Linked DNA regions of Mus musculus: region 1 is linked to region 2. Evidence: chromatin contacts called from public promoter capture Hi-C data. All regions are on one chromosome and are shown on one strand. Each heading gives the region's core, a stretch centred on a gene start, on an enhancer-like site or on the middle of the called end of the contact. The rest is flanking DNA. Distances are from core to core; before and after follow the strand shown. Region 1 holds the start of H1f3 (H1.3 linker histone, cluster member). Region 2 holds the start of Btn1a1 (butyrophilin, subfamily 1, member A1).

Region 1 (2,700 bases), core at 177-2,676, 89 kb before region 2:
GGTATTAAAAAAGCTTCCACACTTATAGTGGCAATGTGATCAGTGCCTAAAAACTGCGAAGGTGGCTAAGTTTGGAGGAAATAGGAGCGCTTTCAATTTCTCGGAAAACACAATTAAAAATTCTTAGGACGGAATTCCAGAGCTCTGAAGTGAACAAAGGGGCGGGGACAGAGAAAAAACGCCAGCGTCCCAGTACGTAAATGTAAATCTTAATATCACAATCTCTGATTGGTGCAACACCCATGACTGAAAGTACGGCTTGATTGGTTAATTCTCAAAACCACCTTGTGTAGCCGGATTGGAAAACTTAAAACAGAGGCTCCAGCCTGTAGCCACTATTGTGAGAGTAGCTTCCTAGAGAACCCCCCTAATGCCTTATCACGCCTAGGCGACATTAGAAAGGACTTCCCGCCAAACTCTTGGAATATGAACACGTGTGTGGAGCACACACAGAAGCAAAAAACTGCCGGCCAGAAGTCCAGCTAGAGCTGAAAATGATACAATCTATCGCTCAACTAGAGTTTATAGATGCTCCTAAATGTACCCATAACAAAGTGCACAGAATTGATCTGCTTCGGAACACATAGCCAGAGTCAGCGGACATACCATGAGAAAACCAGAAAAAGGCTCAGCTCTTTTGAATGAGGTTGTGGGTGGCTCTGAAAAGAGCCGTTTGAGATTTTCAAAGCAGGACGCACCACTCTACTTCTTGCGAGGGGCAGCCTTCTTTGCCTTGGTGGCCTTCGGCTTAGAAGCTTTAGGCTTGGAAGCCTTAGCCTTGGGAGCCTTGGCCTTGGCTGGACTCTTTGCTGCCTTCTTGGGCTTAGCAGCCTTCACCTTCTTGGGACTCTTGGAAACTTTCTTGGCGCCGGCAGCCGCCGCAGGCTTCTTCGCCTTCTTCGGAGTCTTCTTGGCCGTCTTTTTGGGTGTGGCAGCACCAGTCGCCTTCTTAGGCTTCTTGGCTGCTCCCGCAGGCTTCTTGGCCTTGGCCGCGCCTGCCTTCTTAGCCTTGGGCTTAGCCTCACCGGAAGCCGCCTTCTTGTTGAGTTTGAAGGAGCCGGAGGCGCCGGTGCCCTTGGTCTGCACCAGGGTACCCTTGCTCACCAGGCTCTTCAGCCCGAGCTTGATGCGGCTGTTGTTCTTCTCCACATCGTACCCCGCGGCCGCCAGCGCCTTCTTGAGCGCAGCCAGGGACACGCCGCTGCGCTCCTTGGAGGCGGCCACAGCCTTGGTGATGAGCTCGGACACCGGGGGTCCGGACGCCTTGCGCTTCCCAGCAGCGGCGCCGGTCTTCTTCGCCTTCTTCTTCACAGGTGTCTTCTCCACAGGTGCAGGGGCAGCAGGCGCCGCGGGAGCGGTCTCGGACATGTTCTAAGCTTTACTAGTAAAGCAAAAAGTAAGCACAAACAGTCAGAGAAGGTTGTTCCCAGTGCTGCAGGCTCTGGGTTTATATAGAGAGAAGCTGCGTGGTGATTGGTTCCCTGCGCCGTGCGCCGTGCGCCGCGTTGCCAGAGAAAGGATCTTCAGCTTTGCCTTGTGGCTGTGTTTGTTGCCCCTCAAAAAAGTATAAAAATATAAAAAATATGGGCACGAAATAATTAGGGACTTGGGGGAAACTGATCCGAGAGCCTGTAGGCTACATTCTTGCCTTAATTTGTGCACCTATGTTCAAAATCGGCACCCTGAAACTTCTCTGATTGCCCCAACTCTCTTTCAAACTTGACGAAAATTGGGACAACTTTAAGGTTTTCCTTAAAAATACTACTTCTCTCGCGGTCATTAGCAAACTTTTGTTTCAGGACATGGTTCCTCACATTCTTATCATTTCAGGACTCTATGAAATAACTTGTTTTCACGGAAATACATAGGGAAATTTGAGTTTTTCGAGAAAGCAACAACACAAGCTTCCAGGGCTATCTGCACCAAGCTGTAGGAATTGGCACTAGATGGGAAAGCAGTGCATACCGGGGGAATGATTATTGTAGAAAATATCGATTGGATTTTTTAATGATATTTGAGATACCAGTGTGTAATTCCCCTTCGGTTTTCCTGTTTTAGTGATTTAGCCATTTTCTGGAGACGTGATGAGTCTGTGCCATCCCTATTGTAGATCAAAAGCTGAAAGCACATATTTTTCAGATTTGATAGAGAAATGTACACCAACTATCACATGTACAGAAAAAAGATACCTAGGTCAAGAAGGAACAGAAGTTTAGCAACTGGGAGCTGAAGAACAGTGAGATATAACCTGACTTAGCAACTCACTCCGTGTTTAGAGTACAAAGTTTACAGCTGTGTTATATGCCGTGTTTCAGGACCTGTGTTATGCAGCTGTTTCCCCTTGCCAACACTTATCACAACAGTTTTCTGCATATTTCCAGTTTTAAAATGATTTGAATTTCATTATTAAAAACAAGCAGAATGTGAAAGAAAATCTGTTTTTTAATTTCCATGATAGCTGCTGACCTCATTACATATATTACATATATAATATAGTCTGTCACAAACAAAAGAATTAGCAGGTGGTATCCACCAAAGGACTTAAACATTTCATAGTCAGTTATCATTATGATAACTGCAGCAAGAATAAAGTTTCTGGAAAAGGGATCAACCATGGGACTACAAACTTGAAACCATAAGAAGCTTCACTCATTCCCACTCATGACTGTGGAGGCTAATATCACAAATGTGGTTTTGGTC
Region 2 (2,700 bases), core at 182-2,681:
CTTCCTACCTCTGCCTCCCGAATGCTAGGAATAGAAGCATGTGTTAGCATGTCTGTTTTACTGTGCGTTTAAAAAAAAAAAGTTTATCTTGCCCTTACTGTTTGCTACAGGCTAGTAAAACAAACAGACATGGTAGATCGATCTATCTGAGTTACAAAAACAGACCTCCTTCGAGCCGGATTCGAACCAGCGACCTAAGGATTTCCAGGTCGAATACTCCTACAGTCCTCCGCTCTACCAACTGAGCTATCGAAGGATACCATGTATAGTGCCTAGCAAAGTCACAAGTAGCTTAGAGGAGCCACTATGCCTGATTTTAAGCAGTGCTGGGATCTAACTCAGGGCTTCATGAATGCTAGATGGACCTTCTACCAAATGCCAAGTGCATTCTTTTTTTTTTTTTTTTTAATTAGGTAATTTCCTCATTTACATTTCCAATGCTATCCCAAAAGTCCTCCATACCCTCCCCCCGAAGTGCAGTCTTTATACTAGAAAAAGAACTAGAAATCTCATAATCTTCGCAAATATATGCGTATTAGCTATGCTATGAACTATGCAGGAAAACTTACTATGAACTTATCACTATGAACTGATATATATTGTTCTTAAATTTTATTTTATATTTATGTACAGCATAGAAACAATCATTGATAAAACTGTTTTTTTTCTTTATCTTTGCATTTTTTCAGTAATAAATGAAAATTCAAAACCAAATAAGAAATTGCTGATCTCATGACTGATGGCAGGGTGAAGCGCCAGGTCCTTGTGCAGTTATACCTTGAAGGTGGACATCCAGTGGACTCCTGCCACCCACACCCACATTCCTGAAGGTGTCTCATGGAAAAGATCAGGGAGGGAGAGCTGCAGCCATTGTGGACTCACTCTTTAGCTATTCACAGATGTAATGACAAAGTAATTTACTTTCTGGGCTCCTATTCTCTTGCCTGTTTTGTTTCCAATACTGTTTGTGTCTAATACTTTTCCAACTTGGCATAATTCAAACAAGGTATTAGTAACATTAGTCTTTTTCTTAAAAGTAACAAACACCCCACTCTCTTTTGTTTTGTTCTCCATATGTAGCTCTTGCAAGTCTGGATCTTGCTATGAAGCCCAGACTGGCCTTAAACTTACAATGACCCCCGCCTGCGCCCCCCCCTCCCCCCCCATGAACTTGGGTTAAAAGAACTGAAGCCACAGAGTTAAATTCACAGGCTGATGGCCTCATGACTCATTTCAGTTGCTCAAGTCTTCTTTCTTTTTGTCCCCATTCCCTATATTCGGTACAGCTCTTTAATGCATATATCGTTCTCTTAGGGGAGGAGGATGAACCCAAACTACCTGACCACTAATCTGTAGTCCACATGTTTAAAAGGCTGCTCCTCCCCCCACCCCGAATAAATACACTTGGCCACCTGTGGGCAGGCTTCTCTAACAGCACACAGCCTTCTTCCTTCTGAAGAGCTCTCTCTTTGGCCCCGGGGTGACAAGCAGCCCTTTTCACTTGATCACTGTGGCTCTGGCTCCCTTTTCCTCTGGGTCTGTCGAAATCGGTAGGTGCTTCACTCTCAGCTCAGCTCTCTTTGTCTCTTCTCTGTACTAGGCTTTCTGTTCCTCAAGCTCTTCAGCTCTGCCTCTCCCCTCTCTCTCAGACTTTGTCAAGACTGTATGTACCTCACGGTGTAACTCCCAGAGATCACCCTCCTGAGAGCTGCTGGGCTTACAGTTGAGAAACACACCTTGTCTTTCTCTCCTCCTTCGTTTCATTTCATGTTCTCCATTTCTACCTCCGTGGCTTTATCTTCATTATCACTTCTAAACACGAATAACAAAGTATCCCACTCGATTCGATTTTACTTTATTGTTTTATTGTTATTGTAAATGAGGAGATTTCTTCATTATCTACAACTGTGCCTCGCGGCTCCATTCTGGAGGCAGTCGAGGGCTGGAGGACCAGACGTACAGAGGAAGGGTATGGGGCAGGCGCTGTTGTAAAATGGACTGAAAATGACCCTGTAGGGGAAATACAGAGCCCTCCAGGTTGGAAGAAACTGGTGGAGAACAGGGCGCTTGCGGAACCCATAGTTACCTCCTGACTGTTTCTCTCCCAGCCTGAAGCTCTTGGCGGGCTTCATTGCCCCAGTTAGCTCAGAGATGGCAGTTCCCACCAACTCCTGCCTCCTGGTCTGTCTGCTCACCCTCACTGTCCTACAGCTGCCCACGCTGGATTCGGGTAAGTTTCTGTTCTAGCCTTCTCTTTCTCGCAAAGTTGGAAGGTCCCTATAAATAAATACCTCTGACCCGGTTTGGCTCCTGGTGGGGGGACCTTCACCACAATCCAGTGAGTTCAAAGGAAACCCACTGCGGGAGGTAATACACACCTGCAATTGCAGCACCAGGTGGGCCCAGGCAGATTTTTCTGAGGTCAAAACCTGCCTGGTCTACATAGAGATAGCCAGAGCATCCAGGGTTACGTAGGGAGCGCCTAGTTGTTTTTCCTTTAAATCAAAGGAATTGGAACGCTAAGTGTGGTGGTGGTGCACCCCTGTAATGATCGCACTTGAGAATTGAGGGCAAGGAGCTCAAGGCTACATAGTGAGCTGGAGGCCACCTTGGGATTTATGAGATCCAGTCTGAAAAATAAACAGAAGAAAAGAAATAGCAGCCACCCCGAGTTCCTTTCTTTACAAGGAGACTGGCCGG

Evidence for each region. Capture Hi-C pulls out chosen DNA fragments and counts their contacts.
Region 1: a contact with region 2 is called in a promoter capture Hi-C map of adipose tissue. The contact joins the promoter of H1f3 here to the promoter of Btn1a1 in region 2. A contact is called at or near these places in 10 of 39 promoter capture datasets (the HPC-7 cell line, cranial neural crest, embryonic stem cells and 7 more), 2 of 115 datasets of contacts at active chromatin or transcription factors (both in embryonic stem cells) and 2 of 9 other capture datasets (adipose tissue and liver).

The regions. Positions count from the first base shown.
Region 1 is chr13:23,553,758-23,556,457 of GRCm38.p6, reverse strand. H1f3 (H1.3 linker histone, cluster member) reads right to left here and starts at 1,426. Exons shown (of 1, transcript NM_145713.4): 1 at 651-1,426. The coding sequence starts at 1,368. The coding sequence ends at 703.
Region 2 is chr13:23,464,632-23,467,331 of GRCm38.p6, reverse strand. Btn1a1 (butyrophilin, subfamily 1, member A1) reads left to right here and starts at 1,431. Exons shown (of 8, transcript NM_013483.3): 1 at 1,431-1,550; 2 at 2,109-2,230. The coding sequence starts at 2,152. It overlaps Gm52036 (a long non-coding RNA gene), which reads right to left. Exons shown (of 2, transcript XR_003950563.1): 2 at 1,844-2,630. n-TYgta8 (a tRNA gene) reads right to left here and starts at 256; the gene lies at 167-256.